Linked DNA regions of Mus musculus: region 2 is linked to region 1. Evidence: chromatin contacts called from public HiChIP or PLAC-seq data. All regions are on one chromosome and are shown on one strand. Each heading gives the region's core, a stretch centred on a gene start, on an enhancer-like site or on the middle of the called end of the contact. The rest is flanking DNA. Distances are from core to core; before and after follow the strand shown.

Region 1 (6,641 bases), core at 1,293-3,792:
AATACACATGGACACACACACCCTTTCTGGAACACACACAGAAACAATACACACACACACACACACACACACACACACACACACCCCGTTTCTGGAACACACCCAGATATACACAGACACATACACACAGCCACACACACACTGTTTCTGGAACACACACAGATATACACAGACACATAAACACAGCCACACACACACCGTTTCTGGAACACACACACACACACACACACTCTTTCTGGAACACACATGGAAACACACACAGACACACAGACATGGACGCAGACACACACACCCTTTCTGGAACACACACAGAAACAATACACTCACACACACACACACATACACACACACACCCTTTCTGGAACACACACAGATATACACAGACACACACACACACACACACACACCGTTTCTGGAACATACACGGAAACACACACACACACAGACATGGACACAGACACACACAACCTTTCTGGCATGGTAAAAAGTAAAGAAATCTCCTGGGCATGGTGGCATTCGCCTTTAATCCCAGCACTCAGGAGGCAGAGTCAGGTGAATCTGAGTTCAAGGCCAGCCAGGTCTACAAAGCAAGTCTAAGACAGCCAGGGATATACAGAGAAACACTTGGGGTTTGGGGGGAGTAAAAATGTAAGAAAAAAATGCCAAAGCAAGATGAAAACCAAGATAATGTATGTTTAAGAAATGAGTGACTTTAGCATGTCCATTCAAGTAAGTGCAGAGCATGATTTTTACCTTTCCAACAGTTTACAGCATTGATATGGGGTGTGTGGCAAGCAGTGGACAGATGGCCTCACCGACACTCTGAGCAAATGCCATTGCACGCAATCTAATTAGGGACCGATACCAAAGATCTACCTGAGGTCCTGTCTAAACCAGAAAGCTGGCAGAGAGCTCCTCTTTCTTTTCTCCTGGCTCACGGCAGCTTCTCATCAGCTCAGATGGCTGCGTTCCTCTCCTGACCCCAGGGAGAAGGGACCAATGATTGAATGGTACATTTATATTTCTTCCGTAAATATTTTCCAAGTGTGTATTAAGGGCTGAGGTCAGGAGATGGTATGATTACACTCATATGTAGACATTGAAAGACGGCCGCCGAATTCCCCATTCTAATTATAAAACTTCCCTTGGCCCCAGCTTCCCTATTAGTAACATCATTTGAGAGGAAACCCCATTGGTTGTCATGAAAATCTGAGGGATTCTGGCAGTGCACAAGAGTTCGAAGACTGTGACTAAACATCTACGTTCTGCTGTGAGCAGATTCAACAAAGATCAATGCTTTCAACGTCACAGGCTCAAGGGCTGGAGATGTAGCATGGAGGTCCTCCTGAGCAAGCCGGACGACCTGAGTTGGGAGACTCGTTACCCACATACAACGGGGAGGAAGAAAAGGAGAATCCTGGGAGCTCACTGGTCAGTCAGTCTGGCCACTTGGTGAGTGCCAGGCTTAGTGACAGAGCCTGTCCCCCAAAGTAAGGTGGAGAGTAATTGAGGAAGACACCGATGTGACTGCTGTCTTCTAGATGATCATGCAAGGATGCATGTACCAACACCAATGCATGCATGTGTGCATGCATGTGTGTGCACACACATACACTCATATACCACATACACACACACACACCAAAAACCAAAACAAAACATGGACAACAACAGAACAAATGTGGTTAAATATGAATGAAGTTTTGACAACTTAGGAAAGTCTGAGTCTAGACAAGAATCTATCTCACATCGTTTACCTCCACAGAGAGATAAACGGTCCACTGTTGAGGGCTGGTCTGTTGCTATGGATTGTAATGCTAAATATCAGCCCCCAAGATTTGGTTGCCCTCTGACAAGGAGATCCTCAGGGATGCACACCAAGTAAGCGATGCTATGTGAACCTTGCTCCCAATTTAACTGCACACCAAGTAAGCGATGCTATGTGAACCTTGCTCCCAAATTAACTGCACACCAAGTAAGCGATGCTATGTGAACCTTGCTCCCAATTTAACTGATCAATTAAAGGCTGGAGCCTGTGATTGGGCAGTGGAGGAAGAAAGGCGGGAGTTGAAGATCCAGTGAGGCAGGTGGCAGAGGGAGGGAGAAGAAAAGGAAAGAAGATGGAGGTGGAGGAGGCCACCGTGAGAGGAGATGGATCACATGCATGTATGTAGCCAGACGAAACAGCAAGTAACAAGGGACTCTGTAGCTAGAAAATAAGTTAGCATACCTCTAACCAGACCTACTCAATCTAGTTTATGGCTTGTAAATAAAATTCCTGGATTGCATGTCTTTTATATGAGCTCTGGCTAAGATTATGAATTCCTTCCACTGTGCACGACAATCGTAAGCCACTAGGGTATTAGAATTTTCACGTCAGATTATCTATGTTGGTTACTGTCTCTTCACGGTGAAAAGGACCAGGCAGAAGCAATGGATGAGGGGAGGATTTTGCATCATGCTTTCAGAGGGCTCAACACATGGTTGCACATCCTATGTGGTTGAGCAGGATATGGTAACAAAACCGGGGGTGTGTATGTCACCACAGACCCAGAAGTAGCAGACCTGTGGCCAGAAACTCATGCCCAAGGAACCATGAGCCAAAAGAGCCCTTCCCTCCTTTAAGTTTCTAAGGCATTTTGCCACAGTGATGGAAAACGAATAGAAGGTCTTTTAGTATGTTGGTCTCCATTTTCCCCTCTACAAGGTAATCTCCCAGAACCAAGTGCCCTGTAGCAGCTAACAATCGTTGGCAAAACACCGTACAAGGAAACCCACAAAGGAAGACAAGTAACAGATTTTTAAAACTCTCTTGAAATTCATTAATCAACGGTTGAACAAGAAGCAGTGTGTGTAAGACACTGTCTAGGGGCGGCTGAAGTTGCACAGAACAAATCAATGTGGTTCTGCGCTTATGGCTAAGAAAGATATTAGCTACATGGATTTTTTTAATCTCTTACCACGTGAGCTTTTTCTTGAAATGTGAAGCAAGTGTGGAAAGGATGCAAATCGTAAGCTCAATTCATTTTCGCAAAATGAACACATGCATGGAATTCTTACCCAGATTAATAATCAGGACCCCAGGTGTGTCTGTGTCCCTTATACCTTTGATGATCTCATCCCAGTCAGAGTGAGAAGAACTCGTACTTCTAAACCCACACAATAACTTTGGTATGTTTATAGATGTATATGCTGAGCAAAAGGATTTTAGTGTGTTCCTCTATGACTGACACTCTTCACTCAACATTACTTGTGAGTTATTTTGTTTTGTATGCAATGATAGTTTGACCATGTTATCATTGTATGCTACCCACTGTATGGAAGTATGCAGTGACTTTCATATACATTCTATAAATGGATATTTGAGTTGTTTCTTGGGGGCATATTGCAACTAGTACCTCACTTAACATCCATGCACTTGCCATTTGTTGGCTACCTAAGTGCAGTTCTGTTCGGGGCAAACTTATGAGTGGAACCTTTGGGCTGTGGGCATGGGTTATTCAGTTTTATTGGGTATGGGAGTTCTGATTCCTCTAGCTTCTCTTGTTTTCCCCATTGGAAAGGCATATTGAAGCTTCTTCATTATGATTGTTAACCCATTTCCCCAAAGACTAAATAAATCTGACACATTTTCATATGATTATTTTCTATTCAGGTATGGTCTCTTGTGGGTGTGTGTGTGTCTATATGCTCATCTTCATGTTGATGTCTTCTTTTAAAAATTTTTTGATTTGAATGCATTCTCTATATAGTCATCATATATATACATTCATGATCTTGTTTTCCAGTCTAGACCTTAGCTTGCTCCTGTTAATGGCCCTGAAGATCTAAAGCTCTAAAATCAGTGAAGCCCAACTGATCAATATTTTTTTAGCCCTTTGGGGTTTTGCTTCTGTGTCTTAGGAAATCTTTGCCTAGGAACGTTTTCCTGCAGGCAGTGAATTCAAGGTTGTTAAACACTATGTTTCCTAGAGCTGGTTAGGTTGAGGGAGACCCCAAGAAACCAACACTTGATGCTTGATTAAGAGCCAATCAGAAGATAGGAGATTTTCCTTTGGACCTCAGTTCATGAGAGGAGACATTTTAACAGATGTCTCTTCTAGCTAGAGATACATCCCAGAGAGATCTGAAGGGTGCAGGGGAGCTGACTTGGAGATGAAGGGGAACACTCAACAAGAGGAAGGACCAAGTCAACAAGAGGAAGGACCAAGTCAACAAGAGGAAGGACCAAGTCAACAAGAGGAAGGACCAAGTCAACAGCCATCAAGGCAGTGAGACTCTCATAACTGTAAGGCACTGAGTTCTGCCAAGAACTTGCAGGGTGTTGGAAGTTCCATCTTGGAGCCTGCAGAAGAGAAATTGGCTCAGCTGCTGTGGTGGCTTGAACGGGCATTGAAATGAGGTCATACATGCTCAAACTCTGACTAGTGTGGAACACAGTCTTCTGCTGCTTGTGAGTCAAGATGTAGAACTCTCAGCTCCTCTTCCAGCACCATGCCTGCCTGGAAGCTGCCATGCTTCCCACAATGATAATGGACTGAACCTCTGAAACATAAAGTAAGTCCAAATTAAATGTTTGTCTTTATAGAATTTGCCTTAGTCATAGTGTCTCTTCACAACAATAAAAACCTGAGCTAAGACAACTGGCAATTTGTTTTTCTTCTTTTGAATTGAGAACCAAGTGACATAATGTTGAAGGACTTCTTCTTCTTCTTCTTCTTCTTCTTCTTCTTCTTCTTCTTCTTCTTCTTCTTCTTCTTCTTCTTCTTCTTCTTCTTCTTCTTCTTCTTCTTCTTCTTCTTCTTCCTCTTCCTCCTCCTCCTCTTCCTTCTCCCCTTCCCCTTCCTCCTCTTCTTCCCCTCCTCCTCCTCCTTTCTTTCGTCTGCTTCCTCTTCTTTCTTCTACTTCCTCTTCCTTCTCTTCCTCTTCTTTTTCTTTGTTGTTGTTTGTCTTTCTTTCTAGAGACAGGGTTTCTTTGTGTCACTCTGGCTGTCCTTAATCTCATTTTGTAGCCTTGAATTCAGAGGTCTGTCTGCCTCTGTCTCCTGATTAAAGGCATATGCACCATGCCCAGCCCATGTTGGGCATCAGACCTATAAGGCTTTGAACTAATAAACAGATTTCAGAAACTTCTAAGTATATGGTCCTTTGTGACACAGTGATAAACAGAAATAAAAATCATGGTGAAACTTGAATAGGGAAAGACTGTCTTGTGACAGAAAATTTGAAGGTTGGATGAGAAGCAAGTCACTGTGGTCTATAGAAAACTTTAGACTTAAAAGGCTTTGAGGCTCATCTAACATTTCCTGCAACTTCTAGTAAGAAGTGTCAGAAAGCAGTGGGGAGATGAGGGAAATTACAGGCCCTGTGAGTGCCTGGAGGACACATGCAGGATGTGTATGTTGCCCTGATGGGTGGATTCCACGGTCAACTCAGCTTGCTGACCATGTTGGGCTTGAATTTACACAGATCTTCGTGCCTTGACTCCTGAGTGCTGGCAGTAAGGTGTGACCCCACCCCTAGCCTGGTTGGGTTGTTTTGAACCAAGACTTGTGCATGCAATCACCCCCCCCCCCCTGCTGGCCTGGAAGTCTCTATGTAGATGGGACTCTTGGTGCCTCTTCTGGTTCTGGCATAATAAGTGTGTATACCATCATACCTGGCCATCACATGGCACTTCTAAAATGTGCTAGAATACTTATCAGTAGTTTCTACATTGTGTTTACCCTAGAAATTCTATCAATTATCCATATGTCTAAACACTTTAATTGAAATGGCACTTACTAGGCCTACTCTGTGACTTTAGAGATCTGTGGGAGGGTAAGTAAAAATCCTGGAAATATATATATATATATAAAATGTATATGTGCATGTGTGTGTGTGTTGCTGTTCTTAGGCATGACACATGTGTGGAGGACAAAGGGTAGTGTGTGGAAGTTAGAACATTAGCTGAAATATCTCATCAGCCCACAAATCAATGCTATTTATTGAAGACCCTGGGTTATCAACTGCTCATATCTATAGTATGGAAGAAGAACAAGACAGGCAATCCAAGCTCTTAGCATCCACACTTGGTGCTGGGTCTAGGGAGTTCACACCTTTTGGAAGTGGCTGAGTCCAACTGTGACGCTGCCTCTGCTTGCCTATTATTATTATTATTATTATTATTATTATCATTATTATTATTATTAATTATTAAACTAATATTGTATTCTGGAGACATTCTTAGCTGTTGAAAAGTACCATCAGCTAACATGAAAAGGTAAATTAAATCTGGGAGCCTTAAATCACACACTGCAGAGCCCTTCATTCTCAGAAGAGTGAATAGACAGTGATTTCAGGGTGACAGCTAAGCTTGCTCATTGTAAGAGCACTGGGATACTTAGTGGGGCTTTTGTTTGATATATATGTGTGTATAGCTATATACATATATGTATATATATATTCATATATAAATGTATATGCATATACGTATATGTGTATACACATATGTACATATGGCATATACATATATGCTCTCGAGATGCACGTTCTCTTGGGAGCATGGCATGTCACACTGACCCTTCATCTCGGCACACCCCAAAGGCCTATTTTCATCTCCCCGGAACCAAAGCTTCTGAATTTTTCCAGAGGCTTCCAGT
Region 2 (6,641 bases), core at 1,579-4,078, 210 kb before region 1:
TATTAGTGACTTCCTGGCGGCTGTCTTCTGTTTACCAAATCTGAAGTCAGAGGTGGGTGGAGCCACCCCCCAAAACTTAAGTAGGTGTGTTTCAAGTACTAAGCCCTTCTTCCTCCATCCCCCAACCCCCACCCAGGTTTGGGACTCATGCTCTAGGCTTGCTATGCAAGGACCTGTCACATTATTTAGTGACATAAGCCATTTACTCCATGGTTGGGGACCTGGTCAGGTTTGGCTGGTCGGGGGGGGGGGCTCTTCCTGTTAGGGCGGCCTGTGCCATCAGGAGACTCGGCATGGCAAACTAGAGGTTAGCAGGGAAAAGGGTCATGTAGATGATCCTGAGTTGCTGGTAGCTAGAGAAGACAGCCACTCCCCAGGATGACACCACCTTGTCCTGAGCCTTGCAGGGCTTTGCCAGGTGTGAACTTTCAAGTCCTCCGAGAAAAAAACCATAAACCACCCCTTCTGGTTCAGTGGAGGCCATTGTCTCTGACACTCCAGCAGGAGTTATGAAACCGCCATTTGAGATCTATGACACTCTGCATTGACTTTGAACCACTGGGTAGCTGTTTGCCTCAATTGCAACCTGGTTTGACTTACCTTCTAGAGCAGTTGGTTCTCAACCTCCCTGCTGCTGTGACCCTTTAATACAGTTCCTCATGTTGTGCTGACACCCCCCCCCCCAAACCACGAAAGTATTCTGTCATCACTTCATAACTGTGATTTTGCTACTCTTGTGAGTCATAATGTAAATATCTGATAGGCAGGTTATCTGATATGTGACCTCTGTGAAAGGTTCCATCTGACTCCCAAAGGGGTTGTGACCCACAGGTTGAGAACCACTGGTCCTAGGAGGGTGGGTCCCATAGTTGAGCAGATGTAAAACTGATGGACAGAAGGAAGATCTTTCTCGCCTCTCATCTAGAACAGAAACTACTTTCTTTGTTTCTCTTCAGTGCACAGAATGGTCTGACTGCTCAAATATCTCCAGGGGATTGATCCAAAGTCAGGCCCTGAGCACATGGAGCTGAAGGAGAAGACTAACCTGTACAGAAGATATCTTCTGTGCTCTGGAATGTTCTCTCGTGTTACCAGTCTTCTTGGAAAGACACATTGCTCTTATGGGGTGCCTAGGATCCATCCTGGGTTCTTCCACACAAGTGGGCATAATACAGCTACCAAGAGCAGTCGCTGTGGTGGCCCAGGATTCTGGCTCTGGTGCCTGTGGACCATGCTGCACCATCTATGGAGAAGTATCTCACGCCTTTGCTAGGGATCCAGTGTCGCTGTCTCAGTGAGGGGACAGGACACATGGTTTGGAAAAGCTTCTTTCTTCCATATCTGAGACTCATATCTCAAACTTTTCTTTTTGGGATCTTGGGTGTGATATCTTTCTTGCTTTAATCTAAATATAGTTTTGGGCATGAAGAAAATGCTTAGAAAGCCGATGGCTTGCTGATGTCAGAAGGAGAGAGTGCTAGTTTGCATTTTGCCAAACTGCCTTTTACGCAGATCACATTTCACTCAATGGCCAGGGTTTTGACTCTTGCCAACATGATGTTTAAAATAATCAATATCTTGGTCCATAGCTGCAGCCCCTTGGCAAGACTGCTAAGATAACTGGCCTCCAGTGCTGGCTGTGAAGGTTTTGAACAGATCTCAGTACACAGGAAACGTTTACGTTATTGGAAGCGTGTGTTTCTATGCGGGGAGATGGTGTATAATCTGCACATAAACTCCAGGCGGGCTGATAGTACTTGTAAGAAAGAGATAAGTCTTTGGGGTAGTTTTCTGTGCTACCCGGTGTCTCTGAACCTGAGGCTTTGAGAGAGATGCTTTGCTTCTCAAGTTCAAACCTCTTTTAATTTTTAGAATAATATATAGTAAATATATCCTAACACTTTAAAAATTAAATGAATAGTTCCACCATGTTCTGGCATGTTCTGTTGTTCCAAACCATCTGTAACTTACATATCAAATTTACAACCCTTCCAATGAGGGTTTCTTTTTAACCACAAGCACTCGTTTTTAGAGGTTTCCAGCATTCATATTTATAATCCAATAGTTTATCACCTTCTCAAAGAAAATGGGGGGAGGGGGTTGCTGATTTTTCCATCCCCATGCCGCTGGCTGCTACTTGCTGGCTTCTTATCTTCAGTGGTACCGTTTCTGGGAATGTCAGTGTGTCTCTGGCAAATTTCTTTTGTGTGTGTGTTGGAATAAATTGCCCAGATGGAGACAGAATATTAACAGTTTCTTGGCCTTTGATGTGAGTTGTTACACTGATTTGTTAAAGATCAGCAGAGATGTGTGCCTTGTGACTCGCAGTGGTTGAACTGCTGAGGCAGGGGCGGTACTCCCAGTGTATTAACAGGTAGAGTTATTAGCTCCTGCCCTTCCAAACTGAGGCCAGCTGGCCAGCCCATTGGGTACACTGCTTGACCAGCAGCCTTATTCAGACAGCAAAGGTTTAGTTACTCCAGGACACCCTTCCCCGGGTGTCATGCCCCACCCTCTTCTTTTTCTTTCTTGGCCTCTAGCTGTCTGATGCTTCTTTGGCGAGGTAGAGATAATAGACAAATGGTGTTTTCCTGAGTGGTGGCCCTACTTCTGCTTTTGTTAGCCCACTTAACCCTGGAATAACCCTGTTAGGGTGAATCACTCCCATCCCATAGCCATTCATACTGAAGTTTACCCAGGTGCACAGAGATGCAACCTCACAACCCAGGGTTAAACCCTGCCTGGATAGCCCCTAGGGTGTCAGTAACAAGCCTGCCTGGGCTGTGAGATACTGTAGGTGCAGGGTGTCAGGAAGAAGGGGGACAGGATGGGGGCTGGACTGTCAGAGGAGCTGAAGCTAGGATGCCTCAGCTTCCCCTGTATTCTTTCGGTTCCTATATTATTAAGCATTTCCATTGGCTTATGTCATATTTATTCACAGCTGTCAAATGTTAGATGATGTCAGAGGAGGGAGGATGTATTCAAAGCCCAGTTACTAAAATGTCTATTTTGACTTAAAGAAGTCTTCTGCCTTACACTTGTCTCACATCTCTTTAATCTATAGTCACTTCTAACAAAGAACATACAGGATCCAGCAGCACTTTAGGGGATTCTCGCCAAATTCACTTAAGCGTGGACCCTTTTGTTGAATTATCACCCAGACATATCCTTGTCTATTTACCGTCTATGAAACCATTGGCATCTATTCTGGTCCATTACGGAGCCATCTATGTAGTTTGAGATTAAACCTTGATTGCTTTCCCGAAAGAGATCTCTAAGTGTCTTCCTTTTACTGTACAATTATTCTCCAGTTGACTTTCCATAAGCCAGGCTAATCTTCCAAGTGCAGTTGGGTAATGACTGTTTGAGAGGAGCTGAGGGGAAAGCTTGTTCCTTGTTATAAATCGACCAATTCATGACAGAAAAGAAGAGACTGTTATATGAAGATTCTGGCATTTCCTTTACCAGCCATGGGAGAAAGACAGTTTCCTCACAATAGAGAGGTAAGCAATCGATTAGGCCAAGTCAGGGAGGGTGCGGGGAGAGGGAAACACTATGACGTGTCTGAGACTTTTGTGGTAGTGGAAGTCAGATAGTAAATTTAAATGTCCATTGAGAAGGACAAACAGTAAGCAATGCCAGGGACTGTATCTAGAATAGTTTTAGAACCCTTATCTCCATGACAGGGCCCTGGGACACATGTCCCTCCAACACCAGTGCCCCACTGTTGGTCGTTCCTCCTGAAACAGATTCCTCCAGCTGGCACTCCAGACCATGCTTATCTGTGGACAAGAAGACATCTTCCAGATGGGAGAAACCCAGGAGAGGGCTGCAGCCCCTGGGAGCTGTCCATCACCGCTGTGAGGCAGAACCCAGACACGAGCGCACAAAGAGCACAGCCCCCAGAGTGTCCACTGTACAGCTGCGAAGTGAGAGGAAGGGCTCTGAATTCCAAATATATCTCAAGTCCTCTGCCTCCTCCACACTCCTGTGACCATCTCCTGGGGCCTGGCCACCCTCTGCTGCCTGCACTAACTGGTCCTGCTTCTCTTGTTTTCTTCCTTTGCTTTTGCCTCAAGCATTTTCTAAAGTACAGCCCACACCTCAGCTCACACTGCCATGCAAAACCCTTCTGTGGCTTGCCAGCATCCTAAAGAAAGGACATAGATACAGTCTTGTTGACTGCTGCTCCCTCTGACTCTCTGGCATCTCTCTGACTCTCTCCACCAGCCATGTGGGTGGGCTTAGCCTCACCATACTGAAGACGGTTCCTCCTCCTCCTTCCTCTTCCTTGAGCTTTGGCTTGATATTCACTTCTTCCTGTCAGTGCCTCCTACTCTCTCCCTACCTTTAATGAGATTTATCTTTCCTTTTCCTCCCCACTCCTCCTCCGACCCTTTTTCTTCTGCCTCCCCCCTGTTCTCTCTCAGTCACTAATTCTATGGTTATTGATTTGTTTATTGCTCATCATTCTCACCAGGAGCTAGCAGTCTGGTACCCTACCCACACTACCAAGAAAAGCCTCAGGCACATTACAACCTGTGGGTTGTGACCCCTTTGGGGATTGCGTATCAGGTATCCTACATATCTGATATCTACATTACGACTCACAACAGCAGTAAAATTATAGGTAAGAGGTAGCAACAAAAATAATTTTATGGTTGGGAATCACCACGACATGAGGAACTGTATCAAGGGGTCACAGCATCAGCATGGTTGAGAACTGCCATGTTACAGTTTCTCAATTGATATTTAATAAACAAATTAGTGAATGACCGGTAAAGCATGGATTTGCCCCCGTGTGAAGTTCTTTCCTGGAAATGCTACCATTAGCACAATCCCCTGTGTCACCCAGGAGGGTCTGATGGATCATTTGTTCCCATGCAGTGTTTTGTAGACAGACTCTCCAGGAGAATCAGAGACTGTGGTAAGCTGCAGTTTGGTGACACTACCAGGAGAAGTTGGGCACCAAGGAAGCACAGGCACCAAGCCATTTCTGCCACGCACCACCCTGGGTCTGTTTGGCACCTGCCCTGCTGGGCTAGTCCTGGAAAATTCTTTTGCTAGTTGCTTCTCTTCTAATTCGTTTCTTTCTCCCACACCCTCAGGAAGCGACAGGGAAGGAGAAACTAGACCATCTGGGGCTGTGGGAAGGTCTGGCAGAGAGAAGGGACTCCACGGTGACAGTTCTTGGGAGGCCTGACTTCATCTCCCTGTATCTGAGGACTGGCTGAAACAGGGCAGGCAGTGGTCATTTATGGAAGTGCGCATGGGTGCGCTTTTGGACATTTGCATAGAGATCTGCGTTCCGAAGGAGACGTGGGGCTTTTGTTAAGGGTTTTTCTCTGTTCTCTTCCTCCCTCACCCACACTGTGTGACCCTCTGCCAACACCATGGAGATGGGACATTTTTCTGAATAGTTTTCTCTAAGGCTTATTTATTCCAAATCTACCTGCCTTTAAGGTTCTGTTCCTGGTCCAGAGCATCAATGTCCCCTTCTGTTACGTAAGTACTGTACAATGGTGGTGGTGGGGTGCTCTAGAAACAATATTCTCCGACGTTCTCTAAACCAAAGAATGAACTCTACACACAGGCATTCCAGAGGGGGAGGTGGGACGGGCACACATGGGAGAGCATGTGGAAGTCTGTGGTGCTGGCAACTGCCCTGTTTAAGAATAGTGTCTGTCTCTCATTGCTCTTGCAGAGGAACCAGGTTAGATTCTCGGCACCTAAATGGTGACTCATACGCCTCTATTACTCCAGTTTCAGGGGACCTGATACTCTCTTCTGCCTTCCTTGGGCACCAGCCATACATATAGTATGCATATATATACCTATAAGCAAAACAAAGTAGATATGCATAATATATACATATGTTGTATATACACACACACATATATACATATATATATATCACAGACACTTGGAAATGGCTTGCTGTCTATTTTATCTTAGTTCTGTTATGTTATTTGGCTGGTTGTGGAGTATTGGGAATTTATTAACCTGCTAACACCTAATTACAGCTTCTACAAAATGGGATTTCTTTATGGAATGAAGTAAATGTTAATATGAATAAGAGGATCTTATTTATTGTTGCGTGAGTAGCAAGCGAGTGACTGGGTGTGAGGAGCTTAGCCCAGGGCTTATTGCACAGCAAGCTTCAGAAAGGACAGCGGTGTAGTCTCTGGACCTCATAACGAAACGCTGACAGTTCTCACCGCTGGGGTTGATTTGTGACCCTCTCTCACTGGTCTCCCTGCCTACAGCAGTGTGTCTGTTAGGCCATGTCCAAACCCACCACTTTCCTAAAGTCTCCTGTGACCCTCTTTCTTGGTTACAGAATAAATGTGTTGACGATGTGTCAAGGTTCTCTCCGGGCTGCTCTCAGCTGTGTGGTGTGATTCTTGTTGTTACGGGCGTCAGAAAGTGATTTGGACAGGGTAAGCCAAATGCAAATGTGTTGTCGCTGTATCAAGACAAGAGCCACTGGGCGATGCTCTGGCCTGTCTTCCTGACAGCCACTCTAGTTACAGAATCACATGAAAACCCAGGCTTTGCCACTTTCTTGGAAAGAGAAGGACTCCAGTGGAGAAGCACAAGATGGTGGGGAATCAACTGCAATGTGTGTTACTGCTCAGGCT

What was found. HiChIP or PLAC-seq counts read pairs in DNA pulled down with a chosen protein or histone mark.
Region 2: a BATF HiChIP or PLAC-seq map of CD8 T cells shows a contact between it and region 1, with 7 read pairs. The contact joins two enhancer-like sites. A contact is called at or near these places in 1 of 484 Hi-C or Micro-C datasets (nephron progenitors) and 4 of 115 datasets of contacts at active chromatin or transcription factors (CD8 T cells, bone marrow-derived macrophages, microglia and 1 more).

What each region holds. Positions count from the first base shown.
Region 1 is chr10:118,812,647-118,819,287 of GRCm38.p6, reverse strand. No RefSeq gene overlaps it. Among named protein-coding and RNA genes, the nearest start is that of Gm33481, 24 kb to the right of the region's middle. Within about 2 kb of position 2,542, at least 14 of the 459 cell types and tissues checked have an H3K27ac peak or open chromatin away from gene starts, as enhancers often do. A contact at or near this core is called in CD8 T cells, where this site is marked.
Region 2 is chr10:119,024,913-119,031,553 of GRCm38.p6, reverse strand. Gm33677 (predicted gene, 33677) reads left to right here. Exons shown (of 4, transcript NR_152787.1): 4 at 957-3,264. Among named protein-coding and RNA genes, the nearest start is that of Gm33624, 21 kb to the right of the region's middle. Within about 2 kb of position 2,828, at least 37 of the 459 cell types and tissues checked have an H3K27ac peak or open chromatin away from gene starts, as enhancers often do. A contact at or near this core is called in CD8 T cells, where this site is marked.